Linked DNA regions of Mus musculus: region 1 is linked to region 2. A link is a contact called in public HiChIP or PLAC-seq data. All regions are on one chromosome and are shown on one strand. Each heading gives the region's core, a stretch centred on a gene start, on an enhancer-like site or on the middle of the called end of the contact. The rest is flanking DNA. Distances are from core to core; before and after follow the strand shown.

What was found. HiChIP or PLAC-seq counts read pairs in DNA pulled down with a chosen protein or histone mark.
Region 1: an H3K27ac HiChIP or PLAC-seq map of trophoblast stem cells shows a contact between it and region 2, with 12 read pairs. The contact joins the enhancer-like site here to the promoter of Herc2 in region 2. A contact is called at or near these places in 6 of 39 promoter capture datasets (the C10 cell line, the HPC-7 cell line, hematopoietic stem and progenitor cells and 3 more), 10 of 484 Hi-C or Micro-C datasets (the N1E-115 cell line, brown adipocytes, cranial neural crest and 6 more), 6 of 115 datasets of contacts at active chromatin or transcription factors (the SCID.adh cell line, bone marrow-derived macrophages, embryonic fibroblasts and 2 more) and 3 of 9 other capture datasets (adipose tissue, liver and pancreatic islet).

Annotation. Positions count from the first base shown.
Region 1 is chr7:56,098,905-56,103,640 of GRCm38.p6, forward strand. It overlaps Herc2 (HECT and RLD domain containing E3 ubiquitin protein ligase 2), which reads left to right. Exons shown (of 93, transcript NM_010418.2): 13 at 1,175-1,332; 14 at 1,424-1,537. Among named protein-coding and RNA genes, the nearest start is that of Herc2, 51 kb to the left of the region's middle. Within about 2 kb of position 1,302, at least 8 of the 459 cell types and tissues checked have an H3K27ac peak or open chromatin away from gene starts, as enhancers often do. A contact at or near this core is called in trophoblast stem cells, where this site is marked.
Region 2 is chr7:56,048,340-56,053,141 of GRCm38.p6, forward strand. It overlaps Herc2 (HECT and RLD domain containing E3 ubiquitin protein ligase 2), which reads left to right and starts at 1,816. Exons shown (of 93, transcript NM_010418.2): 1 at 1,816-1,963; 2 at 2,517-2,609. The coding sequence starts at 2,538. It overlaps Gm34121 (predicted gene, 34121), which reads right to left and starts at 1,711. Exons shown (of 3, transcript NR_166588.1): 1 at 1,403-1,711.

The DNA.
Region 1 (4,736 bases), core at 52-2,551, 50 kb after region 2:
GCAAGAGCTAACAATTATCCCTTCCATCATGTTTTCTAAATATAACCAACCCCACATATTGTCCTGTTGTTCACATTGTACCATGTCTTCTGCTGGTAGGACTCCTGGAACCATGATGTTTTGTTTACAAGCATAAAAAGCAATCTTATCTTTTTGCATTGAAGGTTTTGGTTACCATGGAAGAATAGAAATAAAACAGGAAATGGTTAATTTAAATGCTCAGGGGTAAAATTGAGAGATCTGCCAGTTCCCACAGAGTAATGGAACCATTTTATATTGTGTTGTTTTAAGTGGAGCCTGTTAGAAAGACTTGGCAGTAGGAGGGTGTGCTATTCCCTGTGCAAGCTTACTTCATGGGGTCAGAGCATCAGCAACGAGCAGTCAGGTCAAGTAAGAAACGTTCCCAACCTTAACTGTGTCTGAGTTGGCGGAAAAGGGACTGGAATGTATATGGCCTATTAATACTGGGAGGGCTGAGATGGAAACATCACTACTTAGAATATTCTCTGGGAAGATTCTCAAGTCTGCTGGAAAAGTAATGATATGTATGATGCATTATTTTAGAGTTCAGAAATAACCCTAAAGCTACAATGTAAGAAATTGAGAAAAATGAGGTAAAACCAGTGACTCCCCCCCCCCCATCCGCTTCCCCCCAGCTCCCACACACATACCAAATTTACTATTGGATAGGCTTTGGCAAGCTCATTCAGTGTAGGAGCCACCACAATCAAGAGAGAACGTGCTGCCATTGCCCCCAGGCTTTGTATCCTTTGTAGTTATTTCCTGATTTCCCTCTCTAGCTCCTGCCATCCATTATCTTGTCCTCTGTTCATATTATTGTCATATCTAGAACTAATTATCGTCAATTGTATAGGAGTTCACTTCTGACTTTCACATATAGTAATATTTTGCAGCATAGCCATGTTGTAGGGTGTCTCAGCATTCATTGCTTTGTTGCTGATAGATAGTGATTGGGGACATTAGGAGCAGAGCTGCTTTATTTAGTTCTTTGTATAAGTCTTTAATAGATACTCTTGTGGATCTAAGTTAGCAAGCAGTGATGTTTGGTGTTTGAGCTAGAAAGGCAAAAAGTCCTGTGCTCTGATTACCTCTTTCCTCTTTTGTATCTCTTATGAAATGTCTACCATGTTGTTTGTTGTCTTCCTTCCTGCAGGCCTCTGGAGGAGCCCAAGGTGATCTCGGCTTTCTCAGGAAAGCAGGCTGGGAAGCACGTGGTGCACATAGCATGTGGGAGCACGTACAGTGCGGCCATCACTGCCGAGGGGGAGCTGTACACTTGGGGCCGTGGGAACTACGGCCGCTTGGGCCATGGTATGTCTGCTGTACCTGAGTACAATCACGAGGTAGGAGGAGCTTGCTTCTTTTGAGAGGCATTGAGAATGACAGTTGTTTCTGTTTCAAGGCTCTAGTGAAGATGAGGCCATTCCAATGCTGGTAGCTGGACTCAAAGGTCTAAAGGTCATTGATGTTGCCTGTGGGAGTGGAGATGCTCAAACCCTGGCCGTGACTGAGAACGGTATGTAGAGCTTATGCTGCCCTGGGCAGTTTCTTAGGAATGTAGCCTGGATGAATGAGTTTTGGAGTTGTGTGAACTTCCTTAGGCTGCCCTCCCTGGTTGGGGAGTGCATTGTTTGCTTTCTGGTTGCGTTGATAAAGCACAAAGCCAAGGTAACTTGACGGAGGAAGAGTTATTTTGAGTTATGTTTCCAGAGGATTAAAGTCCATCATGGCTGGGAGGCAAGACAGCTGGAGCAGAAAGATTACATCTTGAATGCAAGCACAAAACAAAGAGAGCAAACTGGACAGAGGTGAAGCTTTTTACTCTCCAAGCCTGCTTGCAGTGATGTGCTTCCAGCAGCAGTCTATACAACCTACCACTTACGCCTCCCCAAGACAACAGCTGAAAACCTAGTGTTCAGGTGCCCAAGGTTATGAGGGACATTTCTTATTCAAACTACCACAGTAGGAGCTCAGTGGCTTCAGCAAAGAGGCCCAAGAATTTCTCAGGATTTGGTTCTGGAAAGCAGGTGGGTGCCTAGGGGCTACCACCTTTCCTAGTGGGTATTTAATTTTCACTAAAAATTACAGCTAAATAATATAACTGACATTCTGAATTGTCAGTATTATCACCCAACATTTAGCCTCATTACAGCCAATCTTTCATAGTCTTTGTATGCTTTACAATCTAATGTATCTTATTAAATCTCTGGTTTTCTCTTTATGTTTTATTAGTGAGTTTGGAATATATATATATATATATATAAAATTTTGTTTTAGTATTGTGAATTTTGATTCCAGGATCTAAGTACTCTATCATTGGAATTTATTTCTGTTTGGCCATAGTTGTATATTTTTGTGTTTATTAGTGAGACAGTATTTTGCTAAGTAGTCCTGAATGTCTCTGAACTCATTTTCCTCTTGACTTAGTCTCCATAGAGCTGGGATCACAAGCGTTTGTTACCATGCATAGCCCATATATGTACGTATGTTTATGTATGTATGTACACATACATATATGTATATACATATACACATATGTGGAGAGGGAGAGAGATATAATGTAGTGGTTCAGATTTGATGGCCAGAAATGCATCCATTTTTACAATGAATTTGTCTGTCTATATTTTGGTGGTCTCATTTCTGTACCGTGTCAGTCGTTGCATCAACTGGGGAATTTCTTAGTCTGTTTTTTCTTAAAGAGGTTGTCTTAGGGTTTTACTTCTGTGAACAGATACTATGGCCAAGACAACTCGTAGACAACATTCAATTGGAGCTGGCTTACAGGTTCACAAGTTCAGTCCATTATCATCAAGGTGGGAGCATGGCAGCATCCAGGCAGGCATGGTGCAGGAGGAGCTGAGAGTTCTACATCTTCATCTGAAGGCTACTAGGACAAGGGCATTAAAGCAATGACTTCACCTACTCCAATAAGGCCACACCCTGGCCCAAGCATATACAAACCATGACAGAGGTTGAATGGCAGGTAGAGAAGTGACTATGGAGAATGTCTTCGGTGCGAGATAAAATCTTTTCAGTAATCCATATGTACCTAGAGCCTACTGTTTATACATAGACATGCTCAGAAGCTCTGTGCTTCTGCTGCTTTTTGAATTCTACAGAGAATAGTCATCTAAAGGACCCTTCATTATTTATAAATGTCCACTACTGAATGAGCCATATTTCACAAAACCCTTAACTAAGATGGGTTTGTTTTGTCTTGTGAGAGAACCTTGCTGTTCTGTCCAGTGGGCCTTGATCTCTGGGGCTCCTACCTTCCTCAGCTTTCTGAGTGCTGGGACAACTGTGTAGGAGCCACAGTTCCTGGCTGTGTTATGCAAGCTGTGCTTGGGTTTTATCCTTGGTATTCTTTGTAAAATTTCTGAGGAAACTTTTATAGTGATAAGATGTTTAGGACTAGGACTAAGGCTATAAATATTGCTCACCTCACACTTGTGCTTTTTTGGCGCAGCTCTTTGAGAGAAACGTTTCTGCTGCATGATTGTGTTGTGCAGTGACTGGTGCAGTGGAAGCACCTGCCTGCCTGTCCCGTCTGCTCTGGGTGATGGGCTCACTGGAAACATTGGCTTAAGTGTAAGCGGTAGGATTTTAGGCAGGACATAGAAAATGCACTGAGGTTTTTTCCCTCATTGATTAGCTAATAGTGTATCCTTTATACTTTTCAGTTCAGATGACGGATTAGCCTGGCCTGATAGCTAGCATTGTGTTGGAATGCTTCCAAATTGGCTTGCTTATGTGTTGTTTCTGGCTGGTTTAGTAGTATGGCATAGTTGGGTCATTATTACAGCCTGTATCACACACAAAGACTAAAGAAAAGGATTATTTTATTTTTCAGAAAAAGTGCATTATTCTTTGGTTTGGATAGTTGAAAGCAGAATGAGAACTGAGTTATTTACAAGCAAACTGAAAGTTTTATTGTTTTCTTTTTTTTTTTCCCCTTCTGGACTTCCTCTTATGGCTTTTTCTACTATGTTACTGACCAGTTTTTTCCCCCGATTTATTGAGGTTTTGCAAATGATTCAGGTCAGTTTTAAAGACCACGTTTGTATTGTATTGTACCCTTTTATGTCATATTTAGTTAAATTACATTGCACTGATATGTGCCATTGGGAAGCCCTGCTTGTTGTGGGGACACCACAGTGCACAGTGCAGGCAGACTGGAGGGTGGTCAGTCAGAGACAGCATTGCCACACACCTCAGTGCTCATGTCTTGTGAGCAGTGTGATTTTGTTCTGTGTTTAGGATTTAGTTGAAGCAGCAGCATCGGTCCCAAAAAGTAAGAGTCAGACCTTTGTTTCCCATTTAATCTAAAAAAATGAAACACCAGCTTTTATTTTTAAAATAATATTTATTTATTTTTATTTTATGAGTATGTATGTTTGCCTTTAAGTATGAATGAGAAGAGAGACAGAGAGAGAGAGAGAAATTGTGTGTGTGTGTGTGTGTGTGTGTTTGTTACCCAAGGAGGGCAGAAGAGAGTGCCAATTCCCTGGAACTGGAATTTAGGATGGCTCTGAGTGCTGAGTGGGAACCAGAGTCCCCTTAAGAGCATCAAGTATTGTCAGCCACTGTACCATCTCTCTAGCTCTTGTTTACATTTGCTAATGTATCAATCTGAAATATACGTTAGATTACATTTAGTCAATAATCTGTGTTGCATTAACTATATATAGGTAAGATTGTTTTATGTGTTTTAT
Region 2 (4,802 bases), core at 566-3,065:
AAACAGCCAGCCTCCCTTTCTTTGTCTAGATTATACATTTCCCTGCAATAGCCCAAACCAGCGAGTTTAGAGAGATAGAACTACTTATTGGCAAAACATATGAAGATTTTGCCTCTGACAGAGACTATCTTTGGGTCCCTTCTCTAGTAGCTCACTCTGTCTCTGTGTATTTTGTACTTTCTTATCTCCCTCTCTGTGTTTCTGGTTTCAAGAAATCTTGGCTGAGTTTTGAGACCTTGCTTTTCCTGCTGCCTCAATCTTCAAATTGACAAATAAACACACACAGACACACACACACACACACACACACACACACACACACAAAACCTCTGCCATCCTAGACACTTCACCACATTGCCTCACTATGGTTTGAATGTCCCTTCAGATCTCCTGTTGAAATATTACAGTTTTTGTCGCAGTATTAGGAGGTGGACCCTTTAAGATGTGATCAAGTCAAGTAGACTATGCCTCATGGATCAAAATGATGTGTTTGCTTGGTGTATTCTTGCCACACATGGGTTCTCTTGCCTCTATACCATGCTATGCAACATCAGAAATGCCGTCACCAGATACCAGTGCTATGCTCTTAGACTTAGCCTCCAGAAGTGTGAGGTACAAATGCCTGTATTTATTATTCAGTCATGTTGTTACAGCAACACAAAATGGACTACAAACATCGTTTTTTTAGAGCTAGCAGACACAGTTCTAAAAATGTACGTAGGTAAACATGCTTCAGTATGTGGAGGGACGAAGGGTGTCTTGCATGAGAAGGGAGCCTAAGGGCCAGAGATGCCTCCTCGGGTGTTACCTTCTACTGGTAATTATGCTGTCATGCCTCAGGTTCAAAGCCCTGTCCACCCTAACTGTATTTTGGATGTGGTTGAATTTGAAACCTTGTTCAGATACTTTTGAGTTGAAGCAGAAGTAAATTAGAGTCACACAGTCTTTGGGAGGTGTGATAGACTGTGGATCTTTTATACTGCTTCCTGCTGCTTGAAACAGAGATGTGATGTCTGAGCTATGGCAAATCCCTTGACCCTTGGGAGTGAGTTTGAAGATACATACCAAGGATGACAAAAGACAGGTATTTTAACGTTGCAACTGGGCCACCATACCACTGTGGCATATCCCTCATTGCTGCCTTCTAACACGTGGGAAAAAAATGAACCATCGTATTTAAAACAACAAATCGCACCCAGTTCCTATTTCAAATGTTCTAAGTCCTTTCTTTGCCTTCTCATGGAAAAGTTTAATTTCCACATGCTTGAAGATTATGTTATGTTTTATTTGTAGTTATTTGATTATTCCATGATGATCAGAGAACATATTTTGTGTGATTTTAATTGCTCTTTTCTTACTCCCGCACCCCCATTCCCCCAGGGTCTCTTAACCCAGAATTCACCTGCTTCTGCCTTCCTGGTGCCAGGGTTAAAGGCGAGTACTACCAGGCCCGGATCAATTACTTTTTCTTAAATTTCCTCTTCTGTCCACTGACTCAAAGGCCAAAAGGACGCTGTCGTTAAAGCACAGGGAGCCTCGAGAACCTCGTCCCGCTGCAAATACCTTACCAACTTCGGGTCCCTGGAAGCAAACACAGTCTGGGAAGGGTTGGGACTGGGCAAGCCAGCGTGCGTGCGCACAAGTCCCACCTCCCGGCGTCTGCGGTTGGCTCTCGCTGAGCGGGTGAGTCTCAAGAAGGAAGCTGAGTCGTGCTGAAGGAAGCGGAAGTTGGGGGAGGGGCGTGCGACGCTGCTCGTCCATTGGCTGAAGCCGTCTCTCACCCTTGCGCTATTGGGCGGGCGCAGCCATGCGTCAGCGTGCGCTTCGGGCCGCAGACTGGATCGCGAGCGCCGGCCGGCTCCTGCAGGGAGTGTTCCCTCAGCCGGCTGGCGGAGCAGGCGGCGCCAGGGCTGGCCGAGCTGGGCCGAAGGAGGGCGGAGGGGCCGAAGACGGGCGGCGCCAGGTCCGGGAGAGCGGGGCCCGGAGAGCGGCGGGCGGAAGGCGGGCGTTGGCGCGGAGGAACCAGGGCCTGTGCGCCTCGGAGGCCGCGCAGTCACGGCTGTCTTTTTAGTATTTAGGCGATTGTTGTAGATTTATCTGCAGACATGACTTTTGTTTATTTACCACACTCCGCCGGACTGCTGTAGGTATAGCGGCTGATGCACACTGGTGTCATTTGTCGTTGCGATAGTGAGTTTTTTTTCCTGACGTGTGTCTGTGTGTGTCCCTTTGGATTTAAAGGAGTGGGATGACATTGTGCAGTGGTCGCCGGTGACCACTGTAGGTCCGGCCGGCGTATTGGGAAATCCCAGCGACTCTACCTCTATTGGAAGTGGTATTTCCCTCCCTTCTCCCGTTCTGGGGCCAGCTTTCCCTCTCATCCCTCATCCTCTCGTCCCCTCCCCCAGCTCTCCTTCCCTGTTTTATGTTCTGTCTCGGCCGCGTTAAACAGCAGGATGGTGTAAATAGCAGTTTAAAGAAGCTCGAGGGCTCCAGCGTTTGTGTTTGACTTGCAGGTCTGACCACCCGGAGGAAACATGCCTTCTGAGTCTTTCTGTTTGGCTGCCCAGTCTCGCCTTGACTCCAAATGGTTGAAAACAGATATCCAGGTGGGGTGAACATGGTTTTCTCTTTTCTTTGTGTGTTCCTGTCTCTATAAAAAATGTTTGCTTGAGGAGAATGTGTGAGTGAATGGCAATTAGATCTTGTCTTAGGAAGATTATTTCTTATAATTTACAATGTGACATTTATTATGACTGTTGAAGAGATGCTATGTGGTTGTGGCTTAATTGAAGTTAGTTGTAAGTGCAAGAAACTTGAGATCCAGTTATGCAATTTTTCAGTATTTTTATTCTGGAGGCTTATTTTTATTTGTTTATTTTTTTAAGACAGGGTTTCATATTCCCAGGCTGGCCTTGAACTCCTCAGTGTAGGTGAGGATGACCTGACATCCGATCCTTTTGCCTCCACCTCTTGAGTGCTAGCATTGCAGCACCTTAACACCTTGCTGGGATTATGTGGTATAGTTAGGCAGGTATTTTACCAGCTGAACTCCATCCCAGGTCCTGCCAACATTCTTAATCAAGACTTGACTGTTGTTTGTTTCTTTTTCTTTTTTTCCCCCCTCTTATTTTTAGAAAGGGTCTCCCTGTTAACTCACTGTGCCTGGCTGGCCTCTGCATCCTGAGTCCTGGGATGAAAGGCATGTCCTGATATTTTTGCTATTGATTTTGTATGTCCTGATACTATGCAGGGAAGCAGGAAAGTGATATGTAGTTAGCATTTTCTGCGATTTTGTATTTGTTCTCCCGGAGAGGTGACAGTTTAGATGAGCTGTTGGTTTTATATGTCATCTGTAATTAAGAGAAATGCTCAGATTTTCACACCAGGAACAAGAGAAACAGAATGCTGGCTTGTGATGGTAATGTTTAATAAAGTAATTACAAGTGTTATCAGGAAATTATTAACTAAATGATCACAATAAAATTTTTGTAGATGGTTCCCTATAAGCTACTGTTGTTTATGAATAGTTTGGAAGAGTACTTTTGGATCTGGATATCACCAGCTTAAAAAAAGTGTCTGAGATGTTTCTATTGTCTGTGTATTCTTTCCTCCTTTTCGAGGCGAGGATGCTGAACACATTAAATATTTGTCAAACAATCGACTTTTTGTAACAGTCTTACGGATAGCTTATTATCAGCAATCACTACTGTAAGGCAGCGTATGCAGCGATTGATTATGGAGTTTTATAAATGGAAAGTTATTGCCTTCTCTTGATTTCCTTTTCCCTTTAAACTAGGGTTGAGTGCTGATAGATCTGAGTCCAAGTGTTGAGGACTGCTGGAGATGACTGTTGGAGATACTAGGTTTGCTGCTCATGGTGTGCTGTAATAGGACTGAGCTAAGGGATTGAAAGTACTTTGGTAGTTCTTAACCTTTGTTGTTTAAATACTTCTTTTAGTTTAGCTGTTAGTGTCTGCTTTCTTTTTGTCTTTTGTAAGCAGATTGGAGAGGTGAAAAATAAGTGATTTTTTTTTTTATATCTGAAATACTGAGAGTCAGACAAACTTTAAAAAACATTAAAGACTTATTTTTGTGTGTATATGATGTGAGTCAGTGTGTTCTTGTTGGAAGGTGTGCATGTGCCGTCCATGTGTGTAGAGGTTGGAGGACAACCCCAGTGTGAGTCCTGAACTTCCGCAGTGTGTGCAGCAGGATCTCTGTGTATATACTCCAGCCTGGCTGGCCGCGTGCTTCCACGGGAAATGTTCCTGCCTCTGCTTCCTGCCATCCTGTAGGAAAACAGATGACAGACACACTGCGCTGAGTTTGGCTTTTATATGACCTCCAGGGACCTAAAGTCAGGTTGTCAGGTTTTGTTGGCAATGACTTACCTGCTTAGTCAACTCCACACCCCAGGACAGACGCTTCAAGATTTGCTCTTTGGAGTTAACATATTTTGAGACACTTGTTGCAATAAAGAGATTATTCTAAGAGTTGGGAGCTTAGCGTAGTCTTAGAGTACATATAATTTTATAATTTTCTGTATTCAGTGTGATACTGGTATTTTGCCCTTTTTAGATATTTTAAATTTATTTATATATTTATTTTTACAAGTCTTCCCACTGTCTCCTAAGAACAAGTGACTAGGTTTTAGTTATACATCAGAGGAAATATGTGTTTGGTAATGCAGATGTCTAAATAGTATGGAAAAGTGGTTGTGCAGTTCTCCCAGCATTGCTTATTAAATATGGAGAATGCATGTTGTTCCCTAAGGCTTAGACACAGTGTCACTGTCTGGG